Linked DNA regions of Anas platyrhynchos: region 2 is linked to region 1. The links are chromatin contacts, called in public Hi-C maps. All regions are on one chromosome and are shown on one strand. The core of a region is the stretch at or near the end of the contact, and the rest is flanking DNA. Distances in the headings are between cores, read along the strand shown.

What was found. A called contact is a pair of places that touch in the nucleus more often than the background predicts.
Region 2: a Hi-C map of subcutaneous adipose tissue shows a contact between it and region 1, with 2.5 times the contacts expected there. The contact joins the promoter of TBPL1 here to the enhancer-like site in region 1. A contact is called at or near these places in 3 of 8 Hi-C or Micro-C datasets (F1 follicle, skeletal muscle and subcutaneous adipose tissue).

What each region holds. Positions count from the first base shown.
Region 1 is chr3:61,843,956-61,847,466 of IASCAAS_PekinDuck_T2T, reverse strand. No RefSeq gene overlaps it. Among named protein-coding and RNA genes, the nearest start is that of SLC2A12, 15 kb to the left of the region's middle. Within about 2 kb of position 1,601, at least 3 of the 8 cell types and tissues checked have an H3K27ac peak or open chromatin away from gene starts, as enhancers often do. A contact at or near this core is called in F1 follicle, where this site is marked.
Region 2 is chr3:61,907,466-61,910,806 of IASCAAS_PekinDuck_T2T, reverse strand. It overlaps TBPL1 (TATA-box binding protein like 1), which reads left to right and starts at 2,062. Exons shown (of 7, transcript XM_038176240.2): 1 at 2,062-2,255.

The sequences.
Region 1 (3,511 bases), core at 352-2,851:
TTTCACAGTGTTGGTTTGGGTTTCTTGAGTACAGACAAACAAAATAAATTTCCTTTTTATGGGGTTCAGATTAATACAGTTTGAAACAAACAAACAAACAAACAAAAAAAAAAAACATTGTTTTTAATGGGGATATTTTTTTTGTCTTTTTGTCTGTTTTACAAAAACAAAAGATGTCCATTTTTATTCCACTAGATGTCACCAGCACAATATTTTTTCCTGTGGGAAAGCAGAACAATTTCATTTCAAGTTCACTTAGGACTTACCGGTATGATGACTTTGGGCAACTAATCATTCTGGAATAACTTCATACCAAACTACTCTGGGAAAAAAAAAAAAAAAAAGAAAGAAAAAAAAAAGAGATTTCTCTTTTAGAAGTGTAAAAGCTTTAATTCATCACTTTAAGGCTGAGAAAGTTGGGGTTATTTAGCCTGGTGAAGAATGGCCCCAGGAAGAACTCATAGCAGCTTTCCAGTACCTAAAGGGAGCCTACAGAAAAGGTGGTGAGGAACTCTTGGTCAGGGAGTATGGTGATAGGACAAGGGGTAACTAAAACAGAGGACAATTAGATTAGATATTAGATATTAGATTAGATATTAGATTAGAGGGTGGTGAGGCACTGGCACAGGTTGCCCAGAGAAGCTGTGGATGCCCCATCCCTGGAGGTGTTCAAGGCCAGGCTGGATGGGGCTTTGGGCAACCCGGTCTGGTGGGAGGTGTCCCTGCCCATGGCGGGGGGGGGGGGGGGGGTGCGACTGGATGGTATTTAAGGTACCTTCCAACCCAAACCACTCTGTGATTCTAATCCTGTAACAGTGTTCACACCATAACGGATAACTTAAGAGAGCTGGATCATACCAAAAAGGGTACACTGAGCACTTGTTTTGAAGTAGCTAGGCCACAATTAAAAACTGAAATATTCACTAATATGAAAGCAAATCAAAATAAGGATTTGAATTTAGTTTCTTCACCCCTTCTCCCATGCTGTCAGCTTAGTAAACGAAGACCAGAGAGGGTGTTTTGTGGCAAGATCCATTAACACAGATTTGGGATTAGTTCTACAGCCTCTCTGTCTGTAACAGTTTTTGGTAGGCTGGCAGATGCCCCTGCCTGCAGTGCCTCTGCTGTATCCTCAGGGCAGCAGCGTGGGGATGCAGGCTGTGACTGCAGCAACAGCTTAAACCCTTAGGGACACACTCGGTCAGGCACCGCTTTCGCTGTAGTGCCCATTCACTGAGGCTTGGAGGCTGTTCTCAGCTACTGGTTGTCACATCCTAATTGCTGGTGGCATTGCAGCTAGCTAACACCAAATTTACTGTGATACGTGATGCGACACACAGGCGATCAGAGCCAGGGATGGCAGCAGCGGCTGCTAAATAAGCTTCATGTCTCCAGCACATTTAGTGACAGGAGCATCCCAAAGGGAGCACCAAAACTGCCTTTCCCCTACAGCAGTCTGAGGCCTCCCCCAGCTCCCTTCCTGCAGCACCACAGCAATGTTGCAGCCCACATTTCGTCCCCTGGGGCTGCACTGTGCAGTTATCTCTCTCTGTGTCGCAACAGTGTCAGGTTCAAGCCTTATTAAACCCCTTATCTCAAGGTCTTGGCACGGCCTTGCTTTGACACCTCATCCTATAATAGGACTAGGCCATTACTCAGAGCCAAAAGCTATGTATATTGGTTCAGTTGTTTGAAGGCTGTATTTTTCCACGAATAATGAAATTTCAGGCCTCTGCGTGCTTTTCCAGAGGGGAGCAAGGCCACCGCACATCCTGCTGCTCCAGCAGATAAGGGCACACAATAGCCCGCAGCCCTGCCGCACGGCCCCGAGCACACCACGGGGAGCTCCACCTTTGCTGCCGGACCAGGTCAGGGGCCAGGCAACAGGAAACAAAATGAGTCTCTTCCCAGAAAGTCGTGCATTGCTCGTGAATCACCTGATATTAACGGTAAATGCAGCTGCCAAACTTTGTACAGCTCCAAGCTTTGCACACGAGCAATGGCTTGCATAAACCATTTAATGAGTTCATGGGCATCTTTCCAGATATTTCCCTCCACCGTGTTCTGCCCCCAACTCACTGAAAACCCTAATTCCATGTTTCTTTCTATTCTTCAGTCTGTTTTGGGGTCTACCTACATTCCCAACTTCATCTACTCTATGGCTGTGCTCCACCAAGGAGGTTAGGAGACAAGGGGCCGTCTGCTTGCACGAAACCACGGCCCACTACAGTCCCTGGAGCTACAGAGCGGTTAAGCTTCCTGCAAGAGAGCAGCAAGAGGTGTCAGGTAGTGAGTGAGTCAAGATGCCACACCAAATGTGCTGACTACATTGCCTCCGAGTAAGCTGTTAGCCAAAAAGTAACAAATCTCATTCCTTGCAATGTCCAACTGGGAGGAGAACATGGCAGTGAGCTAGAGAAGGTGGCTGCAATACTTCCAAACATTTCTGGTAGTAAGAAATAGGTTCAGTCATCAGGGACAGCAAAATCCCCCACATGCTTAGCAGGGCCACTCATATTTGGGATGGCTCAAACAGAAATTGAAGCAGACTCTTCCCAGTCCTCCGCTATGCACCACATTTTCAGAAGGAAGAGCTAAGCCACTGTATATGTGAATAATTTTATTCTTCACAGCACTTGACAAGTACCAGTTGCCTTTAATCCGTGGCAGCTAGCACCTCTCAGCAGCAGGATCACTGCAATGAAGTCTATGTAGTTTAGGAAGAACCTGCTAAAGAGCACGGTGCTCCTCCAGTTCACTCAGTCCTTGCCAGAATCATTTTTGTCCTTGTTCAGAGGCAAAAAAAAAGAAAAAAAAAAAAAAAGAAAAAAAAAAGAAAAAAAAAAAGTACGTGGCTTAAGTAAGACTCTGGGATAGAGAAAAATTGGCTGTTCACTAAACTGTGGATGTTCACCCTCTTGGTAATTGTTTTTGCTCACCTTTAGCTGCTTGCCTATAAATCACAAGTGTCATGGAGAGGGTGAGCAGGGAGCAATCACTCACTGTTGCCTTAATACAGTAATTCTAAGGTCATCAACAGGAGAGACAGAAGGGAGATCCAGGAGCAGAGAGTCTGTGGCCGTAGCTAAACACCCATGCCATCCTCCCATGGCAGGAAGACATAGCCTGTGGCGTGTGACCTGGCACCCATTTTTCTTGTGAATTAGTAAAGAAGGTGAGAAGTCTGTTGCCAGCAGAAGGCATGATGACAGGCCAGGGAAATGCACTTCGTCAATACTTCATCTAGCGAGCTGGGATATAAGCAGTAAGTAGTGAAGAACGCTGTTCACATGTGTTGTTTCTGCGTAGGCTCACTGCTGAAGTGAGCACCCCACGTCCCCTGGGGGTTTGCTGAGCCTAGACTGAAAGCCAGGCTGTCACGCCTTGCTTGCTGCTGCTGTCAGAGTTAACTAGGATAAGCATTGATCAAGCTAGTGATGTTCCTGCAGCAAAATTTAGTGTAGATTGCCAAACCCAGCTCAGAAACAGAACATGTATTTGACCAGCCATG
Region 2 (3,341 bases), core at 813-3,312, 63 kb before region 1:
AGTTTATAATTTCATCTGATAAACTAAGCCCTGGAGCAAAGGATTCCCTCTCTGACTGATCTCTTGCCACAGGTTTAAGCCCATTTCCTGCTGGCCGCCAACTTGGCAGATTTCTCATAATTAACCAGTAATATCACATGCGTGTAGATGACGGTCTTTCCACAAAATGTCACTCCTGTGTATGCAAGATACCTATTGCTCCTAGATTTCTCCTCTTCAAACACAAACTCTTGAATACAGTCTTCTGCACAGAGCTCACAGTCCTGAAGGCTCACCTGTATAACACTCTCAGTTCACTGTGGGATGCCTCAAGGGGCCATCCAGCTTTCTTCTTCCACCCTACACTTTCCCACAGTCTGCCTTGCACTCTACCTTACCTGACTGAAAATAGATCCTGCAAAACACAAAAATCCAGATAACCAAGCATTTGTCTAATTTTATTTTTTTTTTCTGACAGAAACCTGCAGTTAGACCTAACAACAATATGAAATTGCATCTTTGTTCACTCCCAGTGCTGTAATTACAGAACAAAAATATGTGCAGTATTCTAAAGTTTGGTTATCTTTACTTTAACTGTGTCAGTATTGATACTCCAAACAGCTCACAATTCCACACCACAGAATGTTCAAGCAGAATAAACGGCATCCTTACACCTCCATTTCCTCTCTGCTTTCCAAATAATGGCCTGAGAGACCAAGGACATAGAAAAATGAAAAATTGCATAGTAAGGAAGAGGCAGAAATGGCCTCTGTGATATTCCTTGTGCAATGTCAGTGAGTATGCAGTAGCAAGAGAAAGATAAGGACACAGTTTCTGCAGGTGGGAAGTTCCTAGCATCTCATTCACACTCGTGGAGGATGCTACAAGACAAGTAAGAGCTACATAGAGCGACGGAGACCAGGAGGGGGAGAACTTCACATGCACGAGGTAACGGTGAAATGGACTGGGATCACACTTAGAGCGTGGGACAGCTAAAGACAACCAGCTTCACAACTGCATAGGTGTGGAATAAAATTGCAACACAACTGATGAACTTACATGCAAAATTAGGTGGGTGGCCAACCACCTTATTTGCATTCCACGTTGATACGGTCACAACTATTTGCATAAGTTTGCGTATTTTCCAAATAAATATTTGGAGATGCAATCTTAGGCATGTCCTTGTCCAAACTGGGAAAGTTCAGGCTGAAAAAGCAACTGAAAGTGTGATATGGTAAGGGTTCGTTACTTCATCAGTAAAAAAAAAAAAAATTCCTAATGTCCAGCGGTGACTGTGTTATTTCTGCAGAACACGTGCTAGAGATGTTACATCCTGAAAAGGGCAGCATGGCAGAGGTATGTAATGGATGTGCGTTTGCTAGGAGACGTTTTGCGTTGAATTTATGTGTACATTTATGCTAAAAAAACATCAGTTCGGTGAGAATTCGGGAAAAAAGTGGCTCCGAAGCCAGAACCCCTCGTTTTCTCTTCAGGCGGCTGAAACCGTGGCCAGCCACGGGGTGGCAGCGCTGCCGCACGGCCCGGCCTGCCGGCTGGGAAGCCAAAGCTGGGTCAGCGGCGAAACCCGCCTGTAGGGAATGTCCTCCCCGCCGGTTTGGGAGGAAAATGAGGAAAAGTGGTGACGGGGGAACAACTCAGGCGCTGCGAGGCTCAAGTTAGGGTGGCAGGGGGAGCACACGTTCCACAAAGGCTGCAAAGTCGGGCTTGGTGCTGTCCCCTCTGTGCTCATTAAGGCTCGCTCCTGTATCCTAATTAACGCCGTTCTGTTACACGGAAGCCGACGCGGGCGGGCGCCGTGTCGGGACAGCGCCGACCCTCAGAGCCCCGCACCCAGCCTCCCTCACACAGACACGGACGCCTTCACAGCACCACACAACTTTATTTCGTTATTCACCCCCCCCCCGCACCACGGGACCTCGTAGCGCGCCCCTCCAAACCCCTCCCACCAGGGCTGCTATCGCGACAGCGCCGACAGGCGCCAAGGCGACGCCCCCTCTCCCCCCCCCCTCCCCAAAAAAGAGCGTAAAGCGGAAGTGCGGCGCAGCGCGGCCCCCTTCCTCCCCTCCCCTCCCGTCCCGCCACTTCCGGCGGCCGCTGTAGCCGGCGGCGCGTCTATGCCCGCGGCGCCGGGGGATGGTGCTGGCGGCGGGGGCTGGGCCCAGCAGCCGCACCGGGAGCGCCGCCGGGCGCCAGCGCCAGCGCCGGGTGTCCCAGCAACCGCGCCTCCGCCGCGCCGCCCGCACGCCGCAAGCACGGTAACGGCCGCGCCGCCACAGCACCCCCCGCCCCGCCCCGCCGCTGGGGGGGGGGGGCTGCGGCCTTCCTCCTCCTCCTCTTCCTCCTCCTCCTCCTCCTCCTTGTGGGGAGTGAGGGGCCCGAGCCCCCCCAAGAGGCCCGGGGTCCCCCCCCCGCCGCTGCCGGGCCTGTGCGGGGCCGGGCGGCGGCGGGGCCTTGTGGCCGCGCTTTGTCTGCGCCGGGCCGGGCTGCGAGGCACCGGGCTCAGGGGGACTGGGGAGGGTCATGGATGGAGGCGGGCGTGGGGCACACCTGCTGCGGAGCGACGCGCCCGGTAGCGGCCGGGTTTTAGTGGTTGTTGTCGCTTTTTGCTTTTTTTTAGCGGGCCTCTGGGTTTGGGCTTCCAGCCGAGCTAACGGCGATTTTCTGCCCGTCGTGGGTAGCGAGGGGTTGCTTGCAGTGCGTGGCTCCGGGTTATTGCTCCGAGTCACCAGGGAGGGGTGGTGGTGAACTGGGTGCTGCTGGTTCGCGCCTCGGTTGCAAATAGATTGGTTTTGGTGAGATCAATCTGGGGGAAATATCCCGTTTTGAATTGCCGTCTCACAACGGGCTTCCTGCTCGTGTTCGGAAAGCTCTTTGGCTTTATTCCTGCAGCCGGGTTTGTGCTGGAGGAGTCCAAGTCCACAGGGACTCTCCAGGCTTATCCAAGAGGCTGGACAGCAGGGTTGGGCATTTGTGCCCTACTTACTGCAGGAGGAGCTGATAGAATCGTTATTTTCATTGTTCTGCTTGGGTAACTGTCCTCTGTAACCATTTTTACACGTATTTGGAAATTTTCTCCAAACTGTACTTGTCACGGTTCTGTTGGATGCGGTCATATGACCTCAAAAGGTGAGCATATTGATTTCCAACTAGCCTCTTGCTTTCGGGACTATTGAAGTTGCCAGTGGAGACAATAAAATGAAAGTGTACACCTCTAGTCCAGTGTCCAAAACTTAGAAAGCTTTGTGAGCTGGAGGATTTCCTAGACAAACAACAGTAGCAACATTACCCTCCCTTCTTAGGAGTCATCAGCCTACCGCTGTGACTGTGTCCTGTCCAGGAAT